Regions from separate parts of the Mus musculus genome. Here regions 1 and 2 are each linked to region 3. A link is a contact called in public promoter capture Hi-C data. All regions are on one chromosome and are shown on one strand. The core of a region is the stretch at or near the end of the contact, and the rest is flanking DNA. Distances in the headings are between cores, read along the strand shown. Region 1 holds the start of Fkbp1a (FK506 binding protein 1a). Region 2 holds the start of Abhd12 (abhydrolase domain containing 12). Region 3 holds the start of Xrn2 (5'-3' exoribonuclease 2).

What was found. Promoter capture Hi-C pulls out the DNA fragments that hold promoters and counts their contacts.
Region 1: a promoter capture Hi-C map of pre-B cells shows a contact between it and region 3. The contact joins the promoter of Fkbp1a here to the promoter of Xrn2 in region 3. A contact is called at or near these places in 2 of 39 promoter capture datasets (cranial neural crest and pre-B cells).
Region 2: a promoter capture Hi-C map of pre-B cells shows a contact between it and region 3. The contact joins the promoter of Abhd12 here to the promoter of Xrn2 in region 3. A contact is called at or near these places in 2 of 39 promoter capture datasets (liver and pre-B cells).

Annotation. Positions count from the first base shown.
Region 1 is chr2:151,541,059-151,545,354 of GRCm38.p6, reverse strand. It overlaps Fkbp1a (FK506 binding protein 1a), which reads right to left and starts at 2,872. Exons shown (of 5, transcript NM_008019.3): 1 at 2,611-2,872; 2 at 2,490-2,537. The coding sequence starts at 2,647. Gm14167 (predicted gene 14167) reads left to right here and starts at 2,884. Exons shown (of 3, transcript NR_166213.1): 1 at 2,884-3,102; 2 at 3,751-3,932.
Region 2 is chr2:150,902,608-150,906,503 of GRCm38.p6, reverse strand. It overlaps Abhd12 (abhydrolase domain containing 12), which reads left to right and starts at 1,773. Exons shown (of 13, transcript NM_024465.3): 1 at 1,773-2,147. The coding sequence starts at 1,957.
Region 3 is chr2:147,011,350-147,015,507 of GRCm38.p6, reverse strand. Xrn2 (5'-3' exoribonuclease 2) reads right to left here and starts at 2,509. Exons shown (of 30, transcript NM_011917.3): 1 at 2,312-2,509. The coding sequence starts at 2,386.

The DNA of each region.
Region 1 (4,296 bases), core at 1,623-4,122, 4.5 Mb before region 3:
GTCATTCATATCCTTCCTCTGTCACTCAGGCAAACAACCTGAGCCAGACATTCAAAGGGAACAGAAACACTGAGCACGGACATGAAGCCTTCCCCCACCCACCAGCCAGAAGCATAGATCTCAGCATAGAAAAATGAGGCAAGCAGAGAGAAAGCCAGAGATAAGAGATAGGAGCTCTCTCCTCCCTTCCTGGGACTCCACTGGCTCCCCATCTTTGAAGACCCTCTTCCTCTAGTCTCTGGCACAATGTTCTCCTCTCATCACAATCGCTCTGAGATAAGTCTATTCCCAGCAACTCAAAAGCCTTAATGCTGCGGACATGATCTCATAGCTAATCTACCCCCTTCTCTCACGCCCCCACAGGTCTCAAACAGGTTCTTCCTGGGAGGCTGGTGGCAAAGACTGGGGAACAAAGCCACCCGCCCTCACAACAGCCTATTCTGTGATCGTGAGGCACAGCTGGCTTCTCACTAAGGCGTCTTTGTGGAGTTTATCAAAATGAAATAAAAAAGAAAGCTTTTGTTCTACTGTGTGCCAGGGTCCTGCTGTCATTCTGGGAACGTGTGGGTGGGCACTGCCTGCATGGAGAACAGACTTGAAGAGGCATTAGGAGTTCTGGGTCCCATAGTCATCTGGTTTGGGAGGGGGGGTGATTTTTTTATTTTTTATTTTTTTAAGGAAAAGGCTCCAGACACTTTATAGGAACAGTTCACCACGAAGCATAGTAAACTGTTTCTGCCTACACGCCGGTACCTGGCTTTCAGCAGCAGTGAAGCATAGGCAGGCAAGGATGATGGGCAGCCTGGGACGTACACAGATATAACCAGGCACTGTGGTAGGGCTGCCACAAACCAAGCTAAAGAGGGCTGTAGGAAGGCAGGGAACTGCCCACGTGCCCACATTCTCAACCTGTGGGTTGCAACTCCATCGGGGGTCCAAAGACCCTTTCACAAGGGTTGCCTAAGACCACTGAAAACAGATATTTACACTATGATCCATAACAATAGCAAAATTAGTTAGTTATGAACCAGCAACGAAAATAATCTCACAGTGGGGGGGGGGTCACAAATGAGGAACTCTATTAAAACTGCCTTAAACACATGTTTGTTTTTTAAAAAGCAACAGCATCCTTTTTCAACTTGCTTTCAGAGGTGACTAAACGGATGACTGTTCCTCTATTAGCCCTCCCAAACTAAGGTGCTGATTGGTCTTACCACAACAGCTACTGCGATTTGGTCCATGAGAAGAGTCTGTTCTTGCCAAGATGTATTTCAATATTCCTTCCATTGGCAGCTTTTTAAAGGTCCTAGTCCTTAACTTCTGCCATCTCCTGCCCGCTTCTCTACTCAAGAAGTCATAGAAGTAAGGGGGCACAGAGAGGAGGATGTGAGCGGGCTGTCTTGTCTTCCCTTCCCTGTAAGTCATTTCCCTCAAGATCGGGATCCTCCCCTGATTAGGGAGAGAAAGGCAACTTGAGCCAGAACAGCTTGGCCAGATCAGGCAGGAAAAAAAAAAAAAGGTGGGGGTGGTGACAGTGGAGGGGAGCAGGGAGAAGCAGACGAAACAGAGGAAGGATGGGGAGGGGGACAAAGGAAAGGGTGGGAAAGGGAAGGAGGGGGAGGGAAGCCGATTCATATCAGCTGTGGCTACACCACTCTGCCTAGCTATGAAGGCACAGTCAGCTCCCCCTCCCCCTCCCCAACCCAGGAAGACCTTGTAAGGGCATGGAGTAAAAAATGGTCCCAGGGCCAGCAGTCTTGATGCTTCAATTCTGGCTGAGTATGCGCGTCTTTAAAATCTCCTTTGACTTAGTTACTGTGCACTGCATTCACGACCCCCCAGTTTCCTTTATCTTTAAAAATGGGGGTGAGAAAGTCTCTACTCCCAGAAAGGGGAAAGGAAAATGTTATGGTATACATCCTTTGGTCTGGAAATCACTGCCATGGAGGCTGAGATTTGCAAGTGGGTCAAAGAGAAATAGACATTGCATTATCTATTTCTGAGAGGGCACGTGAAGCCACAATAATGACTTCGCAAGTGGGTCGTTTCCCACCCGCCCCAGAAAGGTGAATTCAAGGGTTTCCCTGGGAAAGGGTGGCTGGGCAGACTAGGAATTTTCTCCCCTTCTATCTACTGAAGGAAGAATCCCGACGCACGAAGAAGGCATCAAGCCATCGGGGTTCAGAAACGGTTCAAATCTTCCCGAAGGGTCCCTGGCCGGGAGCGTGTGACCTCCGCCAGGCGATGAGTTCGCCCCAGCCTCAGTTTCTACGGTTGGACAGTAGGCTCCCTGCGGCATCCGGGGCCGCACACCGTTCAGGGCGGACGAGACTGCGCCAACCCCATGTCCCGTTCGGCGCGGCGGGCCCAGCCTGTCCCTCGGGGCATGGCCACCGCCCAGGCCTCGGCCGCCGGCCACGCGGCCACCACGCCCCGACTCCCCAGCCGCCGCCCCTCCCGCCCGGCCCCACCCGGCCGGTCCGACTCACCCGTGTAGTGCACCACGCAGGTCTGGCCGCGCTTTGGGAAGGTGCGCCCTGAGGAGAGACAAGACTGCAGGTGAGTGGCTGCGAGCGGCGGCCGGGAAACGGGCGGCGGGTGTCTACTCACCGTCTCCAGGAGAGATGGTCTCCACCTGCACTCCCATGGCGGCGGCGGCGGCGGCGGCGTTGGCGGAGGAGGAGGAAAAGGACGCGGGTGGCGGCGCGACGGGCGGCGTGGAGCCGGAGCGGACCTGGCGGCGGTTCAGAGGTTCGGCTTCGTCCCTCTCGTGGCTCCTGCGCACGCGCACCGCACCGCACGGCACGCCCCGCCCTATTTGCGCGAGGCGCTCACATCCCTGAAGCGGGGCAGCTAGGCGGAGGGACCGGAAGTCCGGAGGCCACAGACCCCCGGATGCAGCTGCGGCGGAAGGCGCGTCCTGTTGGCTACTCCCGGTTTTCCTCTGCGTTTCTCCGCCTCGGAGACGCCGCAGTAATAACGGGCCCACCAGCTACTGACGAGCTCACTCAGAGATGCTTTACTTGCGCACACCTAACTAATTGCCCTGTAAGGACGATAGCTGTGAGTAGGCCTTGTACCTGTGGAACCAAGGAAACGTCTGTAAGTGGCCCTAGGTTCCGAGCTCCTTCTTGGAAGAGTCAGTATTAACACTAGCCTGCGTGAAAGCCCACTCTTCCACGAATACGTATATATTAAATATATGGAAATAGAGAGGGGAGTGGTGGCGCACGACTTTAATCCCAGCCCTGGTGTAGTCTACAGAGCGAGTTCCAGAGCAGCAAGGGAAGATAACCCCTGTCTCAAACAAACAAAAAGAAAAAAGTCATATATGTATGTATGGGGCTCTTGTGAGTTTTGCTTGAATACCTTCAGTACTTTAAAGAATAAAAACTTAATGGGCTGGAAAGATGGCTCGGGTGTTAAAAGCACTGGCTGCTCTTCCTGAGTTCAATTCCCACACCCACACGGCAGTTCACAACTATCTGTTACCTCCAGTTCCAGGGAATCATATACTCGGTGTACAGATGGATACATAGACAGAACACTCATTCACATAAAATAAAACTGCCAGGGTTGCTGGTGCAGACCTGTAACCCCAGTGCTGAGGATAGGAACACAGTCAGTCTAGCCTATTCAGTGAGCTCCAGGCCAGTGAGAAACCTTGTATTAAAAGAGGTAGACAGAGACCATAGAGACCACGTTCCCAAAGACCACGTGTCCAGCTGAACCAATCTGCCTCCATCTTAGGCTGAATTCAGAAATTCAGAAGCTGGATCCTGCCCTCTGGCCCTCTGGGACTGAGGAATTGTACCTTAGGGGTGCACACCTTGGAGAAAGCACACACCTCCAGTTTGTTGGACAGCAGGATCAAAAACCAACCCACCAACACCTTAAAAACATATGTATTTATTTTATGGAGGCATCCTCTGGTAAGTCATAGAAACTTTTAATGTTTTTTTTTTTGGTGACATCTGGTTTCTGGTTCTGTCAGATCCCAATCTAGGGACTATAAACTGCTCCAGAGGCGATCTACACCACAACAGCTCCACAAACAAAACCAAAAAGTCCTGGACTTGCTGAAAGTTGATATAAATCAGTCTAGTCGATGTGATACTTCCTGTCTCTTCATCTGGGTCAGCAAACCAGCTTCGGATGAATACCTCACTACCCTAGCCCACCCTGGCCTTTGGGTAATACCCCAGCCTTACTGGGCTCTAACAGTGGCATCCTAATTTTTGCAGGAAGTAGGTTTAGAGGAGAATACATCTCTTGTTCTCAACAAAGGGTCGGAAT
Region 2 (3,896 bases), core at 524-3,023, 3.9 Mb before region 3:
TTTTTGATACAGGGCTGATGTAAAACTTGATGACGGGTGTGGTGTCATAAAAAAAGAAAAAAAAAAGGAAAAATCAAGGATGAAACCAGAGTCTTGACTCCAAGAAAGCCAAGGATGGAGTTCCCATTCATTTCTTGGGAGGGAAAGGGGATGAGCTAGGAGGGTTGAGTGCCTATTAGACGTCAACAAGAAGTAGAACATTTGATAAAGAGCCTTAGATCTAGAAAGGGTATGACCCAGAGATACAATGGGAGCGTACCCAGTGTGGAAGCATATTTAAACATTAGGAGACCAAGAGATAAGGATCATATTGACAAAATCTAGCTCTACACCCTCTCTGTCTCCTCCCTCCAGTTCTTCCCCTCCTCCTCTTCTTCCTCCTCCCCCCCCCCTCCTCTGTATAATGGAACCCCAATCCTCAGGTATACTGAGGAAATGCTATCACTGAGCTATATTCAGCTCTTTTTATTTGTGTTATTTTGAGACAGAAGCCGCTAAATTGCCTGGGTTGGCCTCCAATCTGCAACCCTCCTGATGTCAGCTTCTGTAATAACTTCAGGCATGTCCTACCAGGGCTATTTGTTCTTTTGTTTTTCTATAAAGATTTTATGACTGATAGGTCAAAACTATCTTTAAGCATTTAATTTCCTTTTTGAATATTCAAATCTATAGTACTATTTTGTTGATGTTTTAAAGACTGTAGATATTCATACAGTATGAACATAGGTTATAATATAGCAAAAATGGTAAAGAAATTCTTGAATTGCAAGTTGTAACTATCATTACAAAGGCAACAACATAATCCATTACATTTCTAAGTTCCTATTAAATCTTTATCAGTTGCCAATATTTTTCAAACTGATTACATGCATGTTGAAATTACAAAAGTAACTCATTAGTAAAATGCATGCTATATCAAACAAAACAAAAACTATTAAAAGCTACAACGTGTCCTTTCATTTTTTTTCAGGTGGATTGAATTATTAAATTTGGATGTCAGAGTGCAAATTCCTCTTTGAAACGGATTTCCTTGCCTTCTTACCAGTCCTAATCGTTCTTATGAAGATCCAAACTTTAATAGAAGACTTCAAAGCATACGCAGGCAGTTCATTTTCTTACATTCAGCGAAAGAAAAAGTGAATATATGGGAGGCAGAGGCAGGCGGATTTCTCAGTTCGAGGCCAGCCTGGTCTACAAAGTAAGTTCCAGGACAGCCAGGGCTACACAGAGAAACCCTGACTCGAAAAGACAAAAAAAAAAAAAAAAAAGTAAATATAAACTTGTTTAAACAATACATTAGCTACTGGAGTCTCTCTCTCTCTGTAAAGCTTTTTTGTTGAGTATATCAAATCTAGAGAACATCTGGGGCTCTAGCTTTTTAGGGGCGCCAAATGCCCTAAAGAGGGAGTAGAGAGAGCCTATTTTGCCCAGCAAACGGAGCTAGTGCCCTCAAGGACTCCCTAGCACCCTCCCCATTCGGACCACTTAGATCTTAGATAGGGCCTGCCTCAGTTCGTAGGCAGAGGGCACCTGAGTTGCACCTAAAGCAACCCAGCAGGAGAATCCAAACTGGCCCTAATCCGTTTCGTAAACGCACTAAGACCCTTCAGACTAGCCCTGCCCTGAAAATGACCCGCAGTTTCAGCTTATTCCGCCCTTCTCCAAGATGGCTGTGGCTGGCGCTGGGGATGCTGGGCGCGCTGCTTGTGAAGCGGAGCTGCCGGGGGCGTGTCTGGGGCGGGGCTTCCTGGACTCGTGCGCTGATTGGCCGCGGTGGCCGACCGGCCTCCGGCGCTGGTCCATAGCGGGCGCCGCGGCCTGGGGCTGGGATGTGACCCGCAGTGGGCTCCCGGCTCCGGGTGGTGACGGCTGTGAGCGGCGGCGACTGCAGCGAGGTCGGCGCAGGCGGGCGGGCGAAACCAGGGCGCCGAGAGCTGCTGCCGACAGGGCCGCGGGATGAGGAAGCGGACCGAGCCCGTCACCTTGGAGCATGAGCGCTGCGCCGCCTCAGGCTCGTCCTCCTCCGGCTCGGCCGCCGCGGCGCTGGACGCCGACTGCAGCTTGAAGCAGAACCTGCGTCTGGCGGGCAAGGGGACGGCAGAGCCGCACAGCGCATCCGACGCGGGCATGAAGCGGGCGCTGGGCAGGTGAGATGCGGTGCAGACACGCGCGGGCCCCTCACCTGGAGGGCAGGTAGTCCCAGGCTCCCACCTTCAGAGATCTGCTGCGGGAGCATCACACGGTTCCATCCTCCCGGCGTCCTCTTCGACCCTTCTAAAGACTACCTCCCCTCGTCTGGCCCGCAGGGACCGTCCAACCCCATTCTTTCCTCCAAACATCTGCCTCTGGAGCTCTCCTTCAACCCCCATCTCACCCTCCCACCCCCTCCACGAGCTGCTCACTAACCCACCCAGCACCCTGGCTGGCATCCTTATCAGGTTAGCCTGCAGAGATACTTAGTGGTTGAGTCCATAGTAATCAGGGGCCCAGTATTCCTGACTGGCTCTGGAAAGAGTCTCCCGAGGAGTTTGAAAGGCTGCCCTTAAGAAGAGGACCACGCAGGGTGAACGGCAAGACCAAAGACCCTGCAAGTGCTCTTAGCCAGTTCACCTGCTTTGCCTTGACCGTATATGGAGCTCAGTAGCAACTCTCCTGTCTGGTCCTTCCCTTCGCTAGCTAATCGCAGGTCAGAGCTGCATTCACCGACCCCCTTTCAAGGGTTAAGCCGTTTTCAGAATCCAAAGGAAAGGATGGATGGATGCATCCATTCTCAGCTGTTGGAGAGAACTGGTGGTTGTCTATGCAGGTAGTTAGTTACAAAGCACTTGAAATCTGCACAGGAATTGGTCATTGAAAATTACTCTGTAAGGTCCTGGAATCTTCTGGGATTGGTCGGTGAGTTAGACTTGCATCCTTCTTTTAGGATGGAGAAGAGGCAGTTATGTAAAGCTGATCTCAAAATTGAGTAGCCTGTTTTATATAGGAATAGGTTTCTTTCCCTCTATCTGGTTTCTTAATTTGATAGTTTGTAGACTATTATCTCTGTTGGCAGTTTTGAAGCCTTGATAGTGTATGACCAGAAATATTAGTTTGCAATGTTCCTAAGTCAGGAGTTGTAGCAGTCATTTCTTTTTGCATCAATTGATCGTTTGTTGTATATGTTAAACATTTACCCAAGAAAGAAAATCAGAGCTTGAAGCTCTGTGCTTAAAAGATCATGAACTTCAACTACCGAGATCTTTAAGTCAGTGATTCTCCATCTTGCAGAAAGACCAGAACTGGCTGTTTGTAGGTAAAATTTACTACCAGAGCGTGGGTGAGATTGCTGATCTGGGGAAGGCTCCTGCCATCAGGCCTAATGACCTGAGATCTATCCTTCTTGTGACTTAATGGTGAAAGGAGAGAACTGTCTCCCATAAGTTGGCTTTTGACCTCCATGCAGACCACCTCACATACATGCACACAAAATAAATGGATAGCATGTAATTAAAAATGAACTAGCAGGTGATCAATCTTTTGAAAGACTTATGTACTCTTTACTTTGTCTTAAGAAAAGTTTACCTTCTTTAAAATCCCTTGATAATTCGATTGCACTTTTATTCATATGCTTTGCATATAGCTTAGATAACTTAGAAATTCTTTCGTTGAAAAAAAATCAAATTGCTATGTACAGCCATGTTTGGGAGGCCAGCAGGAATACTGCTCTGACACCTTCCTTGCATTAAAAGGACCTGATTGATATTGTAGTACAAAGAGAATCATTCAGATGGTGCCCACATCCTCTGAATGAACAGAGGCTTTGGGGGAATAAAGCATAATGAAGGAAGGCCAGATCGGACCGGACCATTACTCCATAGTTGTTTTCCCCTGTTGCCTTGGCCAGGCTTTCTGGCGCT
Region 3 (4,158 bases), core at 1,260-3,759:
AATACAGTGCCCAGAACAGGGTCTGATACATGGCAAATGCTACCAAAAACCTGGCTAAATAAATGTCACAAAACTGGCAGGCCTAGGGGCCAGCACCTTTAATCCCAGCACTTGGGAAATTAGAGACAGTCAAATTTGAGGCCAACCAGAGCAACACAGTGAGACCTTGTCTTAAAAGAAAATATGTGACTTTTCATCAACAATAACAGCTGGAAAGAGTGTTTCCAACATCTTCATGGGAAATGGTTTTCCAGCTTGGACTCATACTCATGGAGAAAATAAATTTTGGGACCTACAATGACAGAAAACTCAGATCACACAGTGGCATTTTCTAAAAAGTCAATTCAAACGTAAAAACCAAGGATAGATTTAAGCCAAGAAAGATGAGCTATTTAGCAAAGAGTAATTCTCAAGAAGCACCTTTCCAGGAAGCATACTGAAAAAAGTGCTGTGAAGAAAACAGACATAAAGACAACTCCAGGCTGGGAGTGGCAGTATACAGGCAATCCCAGCTTGCCTGTGTCTGAGGGTCTGGAGTTTGTGGCTAAGTAGGGAGATCCTACTTAAAAAATTAAAAAATTAATACTTAAAAGAGGCGCAATGGCCCCAGTACAGGGGAACGCCAGGGCCAAAAAGTGGGAGTGGGTGGGTAGGGGAGTGGGGAGGAGGGTATGGGGGACTTTTGGGATAGCATTGGAAATGTAAATGAGGAAAATACCTAATAAAAAAAAGAGGCGCAATGGACCAAAAAAAAAAAAAAAAAAAAAAAAAAAGGACTTGACGGAATGCCTGATAAAAGAATTTGGATGGGGAAAGGTATAAAGTGTACCCAACTAGGGGTGAAAGGGAGGGGGTAAGGGAGGAGCTAGCGCGAATAAAAGATAAACAGCCTAAACTACAATCACAATTAAAAACAGCCAACAACACTGCTTCTATCGAAGCTTGTATGGTCAAAGGTTTGACAATCTTGAATGAGAACTAAAATGTACAGGGGAACCAAAAAGTTAAACAGCTGGGGGGGGGGGTGCGGGGAAATAACATCAATCTTAGAAATAGAAATGATACTTTGTATAGGCGATAGAATTTTTGTTTGTTTTGCAAGAGGGTCTCATTACGTAAGCCTTGGTTTGCTTTGAACTCTGTGTATATCTGGCTGACCTCCAAAACTCAAGCCTACCTCTCTCCCAAGTGCTGGGAGTAAAAGTATGTGCCACGCCTTGGCCCGATATACGTTTAAACGAGTTCTCCGTTAAATTACAAATTTTACCGTCAGATTTATGGATTAGCATTAGAAAAACTGGGGTGGTGGTGAATAAATAGCTAATTCCTCTTCTACCCAAAATTAGATAGACCTAAAACCGATAAATCAAACTTAACCATATTAAGAGACACAACCAAAACAGTTCAAAGTGTCTGTTACGAAAAAGTGGCTCTCCCTTTGGAAGACCCCCCCCCCCCAGGAGAACACAATGTTTATAAAGAAATAATGGTTCAGCTTAGCAATTTGTCTTTGGAGAACACAAAAATATACTAGGATTGTCACCAAAACAAAGCTTTTGGTTTCTTCTAAGACAGGAAGTGAGAAAGTAAATAACTTCAGCGGGAGAAATAGGTTCTTGGAGAGAGGCGGTTCTAAAGCCGAAAGTGGGAGGGGACACATGTGCCCGGAACTTTTCCAATCCAGAAATTCTAACTTAGAGTACAAAGTCGAACTCGACAGAATTACGCGAACGACAAAAGCAACACTCACGAATCGGAACGACTTAAAAGTCTGCCTGTAAACTAGCAAACTAACGGAGGCAGGAAGTGAAACACAGCGAGCTGCCCGGCATTCGTACAGCAAAGCCCGCCAGGGAGAAAGAGCGCTCCCCTAGCCTAGTCCTTCGTAACTAGCTGCTGCCCGCGCACGCTTAACTGCAACAAATGGCCAGGCTCGGGTGGAAAACAAGCGATCCAGCCAACGGGAACTCCGGGCTCAAGACAGTGGACCAACCAGCGGTCCCTACCCTGCCAACCTTGCTGCCCGCGCTAGGGGGGCTGACTAGCCTGGGCGCCCTTTGGAGCTCAGTGAGCGGCGCGGAGGGAACAAAGCCGTGGGCGGAGCCTGGGGTGCCCCGCTTCGCAGGCGGGGGAGGAGCCGCCCAAGCCCCCAAAGCCCCCTACTCGCCCTCGCTCCGCCCAGACCGCCTCCGGAACCGCGAACCCGCGAAGCGGCCCGTGAGGCAGCTTGGGGCGGGCGCCCATCCCCGAGGGCCTCGGCCTAGACCTGCCACGCCGGGTCCCCACTCCGGCGTACTGGCCGCCTCCTCACCTTCTCCTCCACGCAGTTGACAATGATGGACGGGTACTTGCGGCTGAGCCAGCGGAAGAACGCCGGGACTCCCATGACCAGCGGGCAGCTCGAAACAGCAGCCGGGCCAGCGGGAGAGTGTAACCAACGAGACTAGCAGGAGCGGCAGCCGCGGGCACCAGCACTTCCTCCCACGTGCGTTCAGCGGCCGGAAGTTACGTCATACCACCACCGCGGGGGATGCAGGGAAAGGAGCTCGGTTAAGTGGAAGTTCATTTAGACTGCCGGAGTGGAGGCCCGGCTGGGCGAGCTGTAGACCTGGCTCGCCGCGTTCTCTGGTAAAGCCTTTGAGAGCCGACTCCTGGCGGATGCCTTCTCCGGCAATCCAGCCAAGAGCGCCGGCCACATTAGGCCCGCAGCCGCAAAGTCCTTGTGTGGCCGAGACTTTGGAAAGGCGTGGCCTATCTTACTTCCTTTCTCACAATCAGTCTTGAGCTGAATAGAAGCATCTACACTCTAGTTTCCATTTCCTGGTTTCTCTCATTTCTATGCTGCTGTGCCTGGCCGAACTATGAAAAAGCATCCTCAAGTGTTTTGCAATTTTTTTTTAAAATCTGCTTTGCATAAGCAACTTTTTAAAAATATGTTTAAGATTTATTTTTAGTTACGCAATGTGTGTATATGTACATGTGGCTTTGTGAACGAGTGCTGGTACCTGTGGAGGCCAGAGGTTTCAAATCCCCTGGAGCTGGAGTTACAAACAGCAGTATTCAGCCTGCTGTGGCTGCCAGCAATCAAACTCTACTTTGGAAAAACAGCATGAACGCTTTACTGCTGAGCCATCTCTCAGCCCAACGAGGTCACTTTAAACAGTTGCAGAGTCTAGCCAAAATTTGCTAATATCACGTTCTAGCATTTATTGAGTACCTGTGATGTGCTTAGGCAAGGAACTAAAGAATTTTCTTATTTAATCACCAGTTGAGCCTTCTGTGCTGGCTGGCCGTGTCATTTGGGTGACTCCAGTGTAAAAAATATTCTCCAAACAGAAAAAGCAGTTTATTAGATTACGTGCATGCAGCAGGCAGGAAAGTAAAAAGCTAAAAGGGGCTTGTTTTGAGGAAGCCTGTTTCTATGTGGGCAGTAACAGCCTGGCCTTGAGGCAGTGATTGTTTGCCTGAGTCAGGCACAGTGTAACAACTCCACCCATCCTGTGGTCTTGCTCTACCGTTTTTGGGGGGGGTTTGGTTTTTTGTTTTTGTAACACAGATAACGGGTTATCAAAGAGCTAAATTGCTTGCTTATTCATACTGCTTGTATTTCACTTTAACCAAGGGTCATTTAATCCTCTGTTCTCAACCAACATGATATTTGTATCCCTTCTTTTCTGGTGGCTTCAAATGTACCCTGTCATATCCCCCATCCCACCTGCAGCATATGAAAGAAGTCTAGAAAGAGGAGGGAGGTATCTGCCCATTTGCTCAAGCTTGAAAGTCTCTTCCCTGAATCCCCCCTAGGCCTGACAAATCACAATCACAAAGGCTCACCTTAAGAGACCTCTAAAGTGTTTCTCTGCTGCTTGTCAGGCAGTAAAGGTTGCCCCTTCCTCAATGGTTTAATGACTTCATTTAAATGCTAATGTAGAGGTAACTTAAATGCTTAGAGAGGTAGCTAGCCTATGTTTAGTTTTAGAATAGTGTATATATACACATATGTGTGTGTACACGTATATGTGTTTGTGTGTGTGTGTTTAAGAATATTATTTGGAAATAGCCCCTTCTTAAGAGTTTGTGTCCTCTGGGATGTGCTATGTTCTTTTTTTTTTTTTTTTTTTTTTTGGTTTTTCGAGACAGGGTTTCTCTGTATAGCCC